Linked DNA regions of Sus scrofa: region 2 is linked to region 1. The links are chromatin contacts, called in public Hi-C maps. All regions are on one chromosome and are shown on one strand. The core of a region is the stretch at or near the end of the contact, and the rest is flanking DNA. Distances in the headings are between cores, read along the strand shown. Region 1 holds the start of JPT2 (Jupiter microtubule associated homolog 2). Region 2 holds the start of TSR3 (ribosome biogenesis protein TSR3 homolog).

Region 1 (6,077 bases), core at 1,821-4,320:
CAATGGCACGGCCCCAGCCCCGCGCCGCTGGTTCTCGGCCTGACTCCGTGCAGGGCCAGCAGGCCTGGGTCCGCGTGGCCCCCTCTCTGCAAGAAGGGGTGGGGAGTGCCAGCCGCAGAGCTGAACAGAGTCAATGCCAAGTCCCGGGCTGGCAGGACCGAACCTTCCTATGCTTCTGACTTGCTTGAAACAAAGCTTTTCTCTCAGACTCGGGGACAGGCGCGCCTTGACCCCGAGCTCTCCAGGACGCTCCTCGCACATGCCGGGGTCCGAGACCCTCCCGGGCCTCTCCCTTTACTGCACCTCCAACTTGAAGGCCCCTGGGCACCCACCCTGGCAGGCCTGCCCCGGACCCGAGGGCGGGAAGGCGGATGCATCCTCGGCCTGGAGACGCTCCATGCCTGCCGGGGAAGCCAAAGCTGCGGGAGGCGGTTTCGGTGCTCCCTGTGCGTGAAGCCGCAGAGGCACCGAGGCTCACGGAAACTCCAAAGACCTCTAAGGTTCAAGTGGAGTTTGTGGTCTCTGCAAGGAAAGAGCACAGTCTGGGTACAGGAGGCGGCAGGAATTTCAAACGCTCAAACGTTAATTTTGGGTGGTGGAAATAAATGATGACTGTGTATTTCTCTGAGCTTTGTTTTACTTCACTTTGGACAGAAAGGAAGAAAAGGGACACCCAATGGAGTTCCCGTCATGGCGCAGTGGTTAACGAATCCGACTAGGAACCATGAGGTTGCGGGTTCGGTCCCTGCCCTTGCTCAGTGGGTTAACGATCCGGCGTTGCCGTGAGCTGTGGTGTAGGTTGCAGACGCGGCTCGGATCCCGCGTTGCTGTGGCTCTGGCGTAGGCCGGTGGCTACAGCTCCTATTCAACCCCTAGCCTGGGAACCTCCATATGCCGCAGGAGCAGCCCAAAGAAATAGCAAAAAGACAAAAAAAAAAAAAAAAAAGGGACACCCAAGAAGGCTCCAGCAGAGATCTTGGCACCCAGGGGCCAGGCTTCCTGGGAGGGGCCATGGGGTGGGCCGAGAGGCACAGCCCTGCAGTGGTCAAGCAAATCCACAGGCTGCTCCAAGAGGGTCTCATCGGACTAAAAGTCAAATAGACTTTTCACTAAAGACAGAAGCTGCAACAGGGGTGCAGGGTGGCCTTTACTAGGCTCCCTAATTACAAGAGGGGGATGGGATGACCTCACGACGTGGGTGCCTCTCAACCAGTGTCTCCTTCTGCAGCACCTCTTCAGTACAATCCAACAATGTGCATCCACAAGAGAAGCTAAGGGGCAGGGGACAAGAAAAGCCAGACACGACTCAAGGGGACGATGGCACTGGCTGAGAATGCAACATCGACGCTCGGGGGGGGGGGCACACTCACGACCCGCCCCCCTAACGGCTTACCCCCCTTTTCCAGAAAAGCTCTGGGGGAACAGTCAGGTTTGGAGAGAAGCAGCAAAAGAAATGTGGATCAAATTCTTTACAAACATGCACCTTACAGTTTAAAAGAAGGACCTTAGATCACCGATGATGGCCAAAGCTAAATGCTTTTATAGTGCAACATCCTTTAACACCAGCTAATTAATCCTTCCCCGAGAAAACCAAATCAGGGCTTTAAGAGGAAAACCTGGCCTAGTAATCCTGCAGCAGCACCGGTTCCTTTCACAGCTAAGGGAACTGCGAATCTCACAAGGCCTGTCCATTGAGTCCTTTAAGATGGCCGTCAAAACACAAAGCTCCCTTCGGATCCCAGGCAGAAGCTTCCAATTAAGATGGGTTTTCCTTCTCCAACACGCTCCAAGAATTTTCTCCTTTTCCTCTCCAAAACTAATGCCGCAAAGAAGTGTGGGTGTTACTGCAGAGCTCCAGCTCGGCAACTATCTTGTGCAACCTCCACCAGCATTACTGGGCCCATTCCCTAACCGGACCAGTGTGTGCTGGGCAGCCGGTGCCAGGCTGTGTAAACAAAGAGGAACTTTGAGGGACACAGCTGAGAAAGTGCTGGAAACAGCCCTTGCCCAGCTGGTGGGGGCGGGGACAGGACAGTGGTTTGCAGGCACCAGGAACTCATTCATCCCCAGGAACTCATTCATCGCGAAGGCTCCGGGATAAACTTCTGGCCCAGGTCAGCGTAGGTGGGGGCATCCGTGATTAATAATCACTGTTCCGTGGATTGATGACCGCTGGGTTAGGACTGTGAGAACTGACCCAACTCCCTCAAGTTTACAGGGGTTTTAGCAGTTGAAACAACCCTCTTATTCTCTGTAGTATTTACCTCCGCCCTCTTCTACTTTTATCGGGTGGCTGAGCCCCAGAAGAGGCTCACAATGAAGATGACTCTTGGGCACCTGAACCAGCTCCATTCCCGCTGGCTCCTCAAGCCGCGGGACCCCTCCTCGCCAGCTCTGTGCGGCTCCCAACACCCAATGATTGACTAGTTAAAAGCGGAGAAGGTGTGCTGCCCAACACTGTAATCCAACTGTAATTTTTAAAAAGGGGGCTGCTGTATGTTCCCGAGTGTTTCAACCCCGTTGCACCTCTGCTATCACTTGCTGTCCTGTTTCCTTCTCAGGACACTGGGGAGCAGCGCCTGGTTCCCCCCGAGTCGCGGGACTGCGGGAGGGGAGGGCTCCAGGACTGGGGAGGGGAGGGCCCGAACCCCGGGCTGCGGAACTGCTGAGGGCTCCCAGGACCGGACCTTGCCCCGAGGCGGGCCCACACGAGCACCCGGCGAAAGCGTGTCGGCCGCAGCGTCGCACGGGCTCCCGTAGCGCAGCCACGTCCGCCCATCCGCAGCAGACGCTCCGCCAGCGTCGCCGGCGCGCTGGCCATTGAAGAGACACGTGCTGGGATCCGACGGGCAGGGAGGCGCACCTCTGGCCTCCCGTCCCGCGGGCGCGCCCACCTCCCCGACCTGGCAGCGGAGCCCGGGGCTCCGTGAGCTCACCGCGGCCGCCCCCACGGCGCCCGCGCCCACCCCCCCCACCACGCGGCCGTGGCCTTAGCGGTGGCCGCGCCCGCGCCGCACCTGGAGCCAGCCCGGCCACCCTCGGTCTCCGGCACCCGGAACATGTCGCCCGCCATTCGGCACCTCCCGCCCGCCGCGCCGTCCTTCCCGTCCGGCCCCGCGCGGCCTGAAGCCCCCCTCCATTGGGCGCCGCCGACGCCAATCACAACGCCGCAGCCTATCACAGCACCGGGCCCCGCCTCACGAGACTGAGGCGAGGAGAAGATCGCACCGCGCTTGCAGCCGATTGGTGAAAGCAGATGCCGCTCACAGCGCCGGGCCCCGCCATTGGGCAACTGGCCAACAAGGGATGGTCCGTCCGCGCCTCCTGAGGTGGGCGGGGTCGGGCACCATCCCCGCACCTGGTCGGTGCCCCTTCTTCCAGGCGCGGCCTCCCGCTTGCCGTCCCTGTATGCGCCCTGGTTGGCGTAGCGGGGGAGCCCCGGGAAGCGCTTCCCGGAGCGCAGCGGCGCCCAACAGGGCCCAAGACAGTCAATGGCACATGGATACGTGGCCAAAGGAAACAGGACCGCAGTTCCTGTCCTGCAAGTTGTGGGGAACACGTCCTTAAAAGTGGGAGGCAAGGGATAAATAAAGAGTGCCAGCTGACTGATGTTTGGCTCAAAAAAAAAAAAAAAAAAAAAAGGTAAAGGTAAAATACACATTCAGGAGCGCTTTGTTGCTAAACTACACTGTGGGCGGCAGTCAGTGCCTCTGAGATGGCACCAAATGAGAGCCGCTCCGGCCGTTTTCTTAAGCGCACACTTAAAAAGAAAAAAGCAGAAACGGTCATGATTAGATCAAGTATTAGTATGTATTTATGCACAATAATAAAAACAGATTTACAAGTTGAACTGGAAATTTAAACATAAGAAGTTTAACAGCTTTTGTTTATTATATTAAATAACCAAACACCTTTTATTCCCAAAATTGGTAAAGAATAAATAATATAATTTACAATATGGTACAAAAAATAATCAGGAGGGACAGGCATTCTGCTTTATACATACACTGTATATGTATATTTATAATCTATAAAACAAATTCACATCTCAAACAAGCCGAAAACCTTAGGTGATATGGCTTAACGATTATTAAAAGAAACCGCAGTTAAGTTCTGCTGCCCAGAGGCATAGCTCTGGAGCCGGGTATCCTGTTACAGAATAAGGGGCACAGGTTGCTGTAGTGCTTCCAAGACCTAACTCACCTCACATGACTTAAAGGCTGCTGTGGGATTAGGAGAGCTGACAGTCAGGAAAGGTTTGCTGTAGGTTTCATTCCTTCTTTTTTCTTAAGACAAAGTGCCGTATTTCCCCTAAATGCATCTGGTAGAACTCAATGTCAAGAAAGAAGAAAAAGCCACCTGTTTTCCTCCTCCACGTGTTTCAAGCGTCTCTTACTCCATGGCTTTTCTTTGCACACATGTGATTCAATGGTGTGATCCAGTTAAACAGGCCATTCAACTGAAAGGACACACCAGTGACGAGGCTGTGGGACAGAGTGACAGAGAACGGGGCTGCCGCTACGAGCCTGGAGGTGTGCGAGAGCAGTGGAGCAACCAGTGACATGTTTCCAAACATCCCCTCTCCCTGAGCAAGTCCTCTCCCCCGGGAAGATACAGAGAGATGAGAAAAATGCCATCGTGAGCCTTACATGGAATCAGGGATTCAACCTGCATCTCCCTTGTGAGCAATGGAAGGCGCATCACGGGACATGATGTCGCCATGAAGAACCAAGGCCAAAAAACCAGCTCCCTGGAGGTGGGAGATGGAGAGTTTCAGTCTTCAGAAAAGACAATCAGCAGACCGATTCTCAACACTGAAGTGACACGGGGAAGACGTCTCTGCGCCACAGACCCGGTCTTAACCACAGGCTCATGTGCAAGGGAAGCCATGGCCGCACAGGAGGCGCTCCTGACTGTCCCTGGGAAGGCGCAGGCAGGGGGAGGCTTCGCTGCTCGGGCCCTGTGAGGATTTCCAGCTTTTACCAGGCGCTCGTTTTCATCACACTGATAGTCATTCGGGCTGGGAGAAGATGGATCCATCATCTTAATGCTATAGCTGACATCCTTTCCCTTCACATGGCAAGCGAATGCCTACTCCTGCCTGGCTGCTGGAGCAGCGAGTTCTCTGTAACCCTGGCAGCTTTACACACAGGGGAACAGGCCCCTCTCCTGCACAGCCATGTCCTCTCATGGATGATGCTGGCTAGTCAGCTGCTCCCAGAGGGAGTCTGTGTGAGAGGGCCAAGCCAGGGGCACTGCTGGATCAAGGCTGACAAAGGCTGATCCAAGCCTCCAGACTTTTCCTCTTGCTAGACGCCACCAGGGGATAGGTGCCGACCCTCCCACCAGACTGCCTCGGGGTGTCCCTGATGGAAAAGCAGCTCAGGCCTCTACTGTGCCTGGCGCGGTGCAGGCTGCCACTGGGCACTGCCCCGGCACGGATGCGGCAGTGTTACCTGGCATCTCTGGTCCCAGACAGCGGAAGGACGAGAAAGCACGCAGGGGCCTCGGCTCAGCCAGACCTACTGTGGACTGAACCAAGTCAGATGCCCAGAGACAGACCTAACAGATCTTGTCTGGCTCAAGAAGGTGCTAACTTCAGGAAGCTGCTGCACTGATCACAAGACATGACCTGGTTTCAAGATAACCTGGCCTCAGAGACTGCTGTCCCTCTCTCGTAACACAGCGCTAACAGCCCCTTGCTCTCAGCCCTGTGGCGCTCTGGGGCTGGCGTCTCTGTACTTTCCGGGAGGAAGTACTGCCCTGTGCCTCGTGCTTGGCATGAAGGGCCGCATGCAGCCTGGAGCAGTGGCGCCCTTCCCCGGGCTACCATGCTGGCTCACCTCTGCGAGGTGGTCAGGGAGAGGCCAGGGGAGAGGCGGCTGGCCCTGCAGGATGCCACCGCACGGCGAGCTGGGGAGGGGAGAGGTGAGGCACACACACAGGGGTCGGCTCGGGGGGATTCAAGGAGCCACACTGACTCTGGCCGGTGGGCAGAGGATGAGGCAGCGGTGGTGGCACCGGCCCAGCCTCAGCACTGGCACCCAGCCACAGGGGACGTGGCTGGACGCCAAGGC
Region 2 (5,924 bases), core at 1,296-3,795, 280 kb after region 1:
TGCCGGTTCTCTCTGATCTCACGGCGCCCCTGCGGCCAGTCCCTCCGGCCCCCACAGTGCCTTGCTCAAGGCCTTATCTGGCCACTGCTTTGCAGAACCCCTCTTTCCCCAAGCCCAGTGCTAAGAGCCACATGCCTTCGTCCCCTTCCACTTCAGCTTCTAGGCTAAATTCATTTAATCTTTTCCTGAAACCCCCCCCCCATTTAAAATGGCAACCCTGGTGGGGGAAAAAACTGTAATTGCAATGTATACATGTAAGGATAACCTGACCCCCTTGCTGTACAGTGGGAAAATTAAAAAAAAATTAAAAAAAATAAAAAAATAAAATGGCAACCCTGCAAAAAAAAAGAATAATAATAACTAAAAAAAAGGAGTTCCTGTCGTGGCTCAGCAGTTAACGAATCTGACCAGCATCCATGAGGATACAGGGTCGATCCCTGGCCTCGCGCAGTGGGTTAAGGATCTCTCAATGCCATGAGCTGTGGTGTAGGTTGCAGATACAGCTTGGATACTGCATTGCTGTGGTGGTGTAGGCTGGCGGCTACAACTCCAATTGGACCCCTAGCCTGGCATCCATATGCCATGGGTGCGGCTCCAAAAAAAAAAAAAAAAAAAAAGAGTATTTGGAGTCTTGGAGTTCCCGTTATGGGTCAGGGGTAACGAACCAACTAGGATCCATGAGGATGAGGGTTCAATCCCAGAGCCTCCCCCAGTGGGTTAGGTATACGGCACTGCCATGAGCTGTGGTGAGGATCACAGAATCGGCTCAGATCTCGCGTTGCTGTGGCTGTGGTGTAGGCCAGCAGCTGCAGCTCCGATTCAATCCCTAGCCCGAGGACTTCCACAGGCCGCAGGTGCTGCCCTAAAAAGCCAAAAGAAAAAAAAAAAAAAAAAAAGAGTACATGGCGCAGCAGAAACGAATCTGACTAGGAACCGTGAGGTTTCTGGTTCGATCCCTGGTCTCACTCAGAAAGTTAAGGATCCAGCGTTGCCGTGAGCCATGGTGTAGGTCGCAAACTCGGCTCGGATCTGGCGTGGCTGTGGCTGTGGCGTAGGCTGGCGGCTACAGCTCCAATTTGACCACTAGCCTGGGAACCTCCATATGCCATAGATATGGCCCTAATCAAAAAAAAAAAAAAAAGCCAAAACAAAAGAAATTTGGATTTGGTTTTTCTTTTTTTAAATAGTGATTTTTATTTTTTCTATTACAGTTGATTTCTTTTTTTTTTAAATGGCAGCACCCACAGCACCTGGAAATTCCTGGGCCAGGGAGTGAATCCGAGCCACAGCTGTGACCTCCACTGAAGCGGCGGCAACCCGGGATCCTTTAACCCACCATGCTCCACCAGGGATGGAACCTGGCGACAAGGTGACCTGAGAGGTTGCAGTCGGGTTCTTAACCCACCGCATGACAGAAGAAACTCCTGGATTCCTGTATTTACTAATCATTTAACGACCTACCAATTGCACTTCTGCCATGGGCCTAAGGAGATCATTCACCTGAGTGTAGAAAGAGGCAGCCCCCAGGGGGGATGTGCTCCTCAGCACTGTTTCTAACGGCCGAAAACCCTAAACACCACCCCGCTGGACAAGAAAAGGATGCAGAGCCGAGTTATGAAACACTGGGCACCAAGAGCAAAGAGTGAAGACCCACATCTACCAGGAAGACGCACAGTGAAGCGAGGATAGCAAACGAGAAAACATGTACCGCTCAAAAGGGGAAGGCAACGATCAGAAATTACTACACTTTTTTTTTTTACTTGTAAACTTATGCATGTAAAAGCATAAAAAACGTCTGGGAGAACAAACACCAAACTGTTAACAGACTTCACCTCTAAAAAAAAAAAATTAAGGGTTAAGTCTAGGGTAACTCCTCGACTTGGTACAATAACGTTCTCGAACGTTGGCGCTCACCTGACATGGTTTTAGAAGGCCGACAGAGTGCATGAGCCTCCAGGCCTTAGCCTTCAGGGCCCCTCATCCCAGGCTTCCCTTCCCTCTCCCGCTTCCCTGGAGCAGGCCCCCGAGAGTTGACGCCGCCCGCCTGGTGGGGAAGCCAGGCCGGCTCCCTGCTCCCTCCGGGCCCCCGAACTCACCAGACACGGGCGAAGGATCCCTCTTGGGCTGGAGGCGACTGGTCTGGGGCATGAACGGGTTGTTGAGGCTGGAGGAAGCAGGAGGGTCAGGGAGAACCGGGTCTAGGCCGCCCCGCCCCGCCCCGCCGCACGCCGAGAGGCCGCTCACCCGAACGTGTTGGGCTCCTCCACCACCTTCATCTTGGCGGCACCTGAGCGCGCGGGCCCTGCAGAGAACAGGTGGTGAGGACGCGGGCGGGCAGCGCGGGGCAGGGACGCGGGGACGGGAAGAGGGCTCCGGGGAGCAGGGTACTAGGCAGCGGCGGGATGCGCAGGCAGTCCGGACACACTAACCGCGTTCCGCGAGCCCTAGCAGCAGCACAAAAGCCGCCATCCTCGCAGCCATGGCACCGCGGCCGCGCGTGATCACGTGGGCGCCCGGGTCACGTGAGCACGGAACCGGAAGTGGCGCCCGGCTCTTGCGCAGGCGCGAGGCCCGGCTGCCCGCGGAGCTGTGAGCCCGCGAGCCCAGGACCCCGCTGCTCGCCATGGGCCGCCGGAGGGCAGCTCGCGGGCCGGGGGCCGAAGACGGCCACGCTCGACGCCCCGCGGGCCGCTCCCTGGAGGCCTTCGCCGAGGAGGTGGGCGCCGCGCTGCGTGGTGAGTGCGGCGCGATCGGGAGAGGGTCGGAAGCCCAGGGCCAGACTGTGGAGCAGTGCCTGAGACCATGTCCGCTTCTCTGACCCGTGCAGCGTCCGTGGAGCCAGAGGCGGCCGAGGACGAGGGCAGCCCGGGCCCGGCGCGGCTGCCTTGCGCGCTGGCCATGTGGGAGCTAGGCCACTGCGACCCCCGGCGCTGCACTGGCCGCAAGCTGGCCCGCCTGGGACTGGTGCGTTGCCTGCGCCTGGGCCAAAGGTTTGGCGGCCTCGTACTCAGCCCCGTGGGCTCCCAGTACGTGTCTCCTGCAGACAGGTAGGCGCGAGAGGAGGGGGTGTGGGAGCAGGGATTGGGCAGGGTGCCTCCCCGGACTCCTTCGTTTTGTTGTTTTGTTTCCTTCGTTTTAATAAGCCCCTGACTGTGGCGCATCCTTCCTTTCAAGGCTCACCTATTCCTATTGATCTGTTTGGCTTACCTCATTGCTTAGTGCAGAGCCCAAAATGTAGCGCACTTCAATAACCGTTTGTTGAGTAAATAAATGAGCTTTCTCAAGGAACACCTACCCCTAACTGCCTCAAAAGCCTGGCTCGTGAAGGTTTTTGGAGGTGTCTGGGGTGAGGGAATGATGCCCCTGAGTCGCCAGGGAGGCCAGTCTCCAAGGACATACCTTACCTGGGGCCAGAATCACGTTCACCCCTATGCTGCTTCTGGCAGACAGTTGGTAGCACAGTCTGGGGTCGCTGTCATCGACTGCTCCTGGGCCAGACTGAATGAGACACCGTTTGGGAAGATGCGGGGGAGCCACCTGCGGCTCCTACCCCACCTGGTAGCCGCCAACCCTGTGAACTATGGCCGGCCCTGCAGGCTGTCCTGTGTGGAGGCCTTCGCTGCCACCTTCTGCATCCTGGGTGAGTGTCAGGGCCTTTAAGTCCTTGCCCTGTGGGGTTAAGGTAGCAGGAGAACAAACAGCTGGCCTGCAAGTCTCACCACCGCCCTGGGAGCCCTTTGTTACCCCGACTCGTCCCCAGAGAATTTATGGTCCATGTGGAGGCCCAGATGGGCAGCCCATGAGCCTCCCTGTGGAGAAGGAGTTAGTGGGCTACAGAGGCAGAGGCTGGTGAGTGGGCATGGGCTGTCTGGACCATGGGATGGTGTGGGCGGGACTTGTAGTTCCTAGGACAGCAGGAGCCAGCAGCATGGGTGACGGGAGAAGGGCTGTGCACATCCTTGGAATTCCTGCTTCTGGCACCGACAGGCTTCTCAGACCTTGCTGTCCTTTTGCTGCGGAAGTTCAAGTGGGGCAAGGGCTTCCTAGATCTGAACCGCGAGCTCCTGGACAAGTATGCAGCCTGCAGTGGCCCAGAGGAGGTGTTGCAGGCAGAGCAGGAGTTCCTGGCCCTCGCCAAGGAGCACCCAGAGGAGGAGGAAGTCGGTGAGGCATGGCATAGACACAAGCCCTCCCGGGTGGGAGCCAGGACCCTCCAGGCCTGCCACTTCCTTCGAGAAGCCTGGGGACTGAGGGACCTTCCTGCCAGGCTGTGGGACACTTGGCTCTGAGCCAGGCTCACCTACAAGTCACTTTCCTCTTTGATTCCTTGGTTCAGATCCCTTTGACGTGGATTCAGGGCGAGAGTTTGCAAATCCCAACAGGCCCGTGGCTGGCACCCGGTAGGTCCTTGGGATTCCTAGCTTGGTGGCACCTGAGACCCAGGGCTTCTCTCTGCCTCTGGCCTCAGCCCCTCTTGCTGTGGCGTGTGGGGCGGGGGGCTAAACATCCCTCCCCGCCCCCGCCCCGGGCTGCTTTTCTGTCTCTGGAAAAGGAAGGGTGGCATGTCCTGCTGCAGAGGTTTGGGCTTAGAGAGTACAGGCTTGAGGCCTCTGTCCTCAGCTCAGGAGCTCTGAGGAGTGAGTGGGCCCCAGGGGGTCGCCTGGGCCTGGCCAGTAAGAACGCACCCTTCCCCCCATCCCCCAGGCTGCCCGTGGACAGGGCGGACAGCAAGAGTGAAGGTGAGTCTGAGGAACTCGGGCCTGACCCTGAGGACGGGGGAAGTGGCAATAGCAGCTGCCCTGAAGAGGAAGAGCTGCCACATCAAGGGGCTGAGGCCAGGGTCCCCACAGAGATTTGGAAAGGAATCAAGAAACGGCAGAGAGAGTGAAAGCTGCAGACGTATATTTTTGGAGGCCGAGTGACAAGAAGCTCTAGAGATGACAGCGGGACTTGTGGGAACACACACACGGGCCTGGCAGCCTCAGCCCCTTGCAGCTGTCAGAGGACCGGACTCTTGTTTGTTCTCCCAGCGCTTCTCACACAATCTTGCTCTGGGTCCTGCCGCAGAGACCTCCCAATGAAGCTGTAAGCCAAGGAGACTCCTTTGCTGCGCTTGCCCTGGGGATTTGGGCGGGCTCTCAGCCTCCAGTAAGGCAGACCTTGCCTGCCAGCAGCCTGGGCATGGGGCTGGGGTCTGTGCTTACACCAGACAGTTGGCATGGAGCCCCTTAACTGCCCCCCCCAGCCTCCCATGGTGACCCCAGGGGACCCTCTCCTGGGCCTGTGAGCTGGGTAGGGTCTGGGGGCCTGTGCAGCTCTCAAGAACATCCCCCTCCACATGCCCCCTGGGGTGGAGGGTCCCCAAAGAGGATAGGGACACTGCTGATGGTCACACACTCCTTCAAAGCCTGGGCTATCCAAATTGAAAACCCAGGCTGCCTGCCTCTCCACCTAATGAGGCCTTGCCCTGGACCCAGACAGACGGAGGCCAGAGCTGCTTTTAGGACAGGGCTCTCCCCCGTGGGCACGGGTGACGTCTGGGGGGTGTTCTCGGCAGGCTGTCAAGCAACATCCCTGGCCTCTGCCTTCACCCACTCCCAGGTTGTGGCTGGTACCGCCTAATGTCCCCAGAGGGCAGGGCCGCCCCCCTGAGAACCCTTCCCTGAGACTGGTGCCCTGTGGCCCTGTGGGGGTGGAACCAGAGGAAGGTGGGGCAGCTCACCTGGTGGCCAGGCCTGTGCTCTCTGCTCTGAAGGGGCAGCTGCTGGTGGGCCCCGCTGAGGCCGCCGCCCAGATCCAGTAGGGTGGGGCTTACCGGGCACAGAGGGTTCACAACACACACCACATGGACATGGCCAGGGCAGATGGGAGCCAGGGAGTCGGCCACAGCATGCACACGTGAAACGGGAGGGGCCGCACAAGCC

Evidence for each region. Hi-C and Micro-C count contacts between places; a contact is called where the count stands out from the background.
Region 2: a Hi-C map of liver shows a contact between it and region 1, with 4 times the contacts expected there. The contact joins the promoter of TSR3 here to the promoter of JPT2 in region 1. A contact is called at or near these places in 1 of 5 promoter capture datasets (fetal liver), 1 of 47 Hi-C or Micro-C datasets (liver) and 1 of 2 datasets of contacts at active chromatin or transcription factors (alveolar macrophages).

The regions. Positions count from the first base shown.
Region 1 is chr3:40,253,890-40,259,966 of Sscrofa11.1, forward strand. JPT2 (Jupiter microtubule associated homolog 2) reads right to left here and starts at 3,071. Exons shown (of 5, transcript NM_001048070.1): 1 at 3,018-3,071. The coding sequence starts at 3,061. CRAMP1 (protein cramped-like) reads right to left here. Exons shown (of 22, transcript XM_021086822.1): 22 at 3,788-6,077.
Region 2 is chr3:40,531,677-40,537,600 of Sscrofa11.1, forward strand. It overlaps TSR3 (ribosome biogenesis protein TSR3 homolog), which reads left to right and starts at 2,546. Exons shown (of 7, transcript XM_005655151.3): 1 at 2,546-2,735; 2 at 2,828-3,047; 3 at 3,447-3,640; 4 at 3,988-4,164; 5 at 4,337-4,400; 6 at 4,705-4,739; 7 at 4,851-5,097. The coding sequence starts at 2,624. The coding sequence ends at 4,888. It overlaps GNPTG (N-acetylglucosamine-1-phosphotransferase subunit gamma), which reads right to left and starts at 2,541. Exons shown (of 10, transcript XM_021086862.1): 1 at 2,430-2,541; 2 at 2,245-2,302; 3 at 2,097-2,164. The coding sequence starts at 2,481. BAIAP3 (BAI1-associated protein 3) reads right to left here. Exons shown (of 35, transcript XM_021086856.1): 34 at 5,723-5,924; 35 at 4,881-5,118.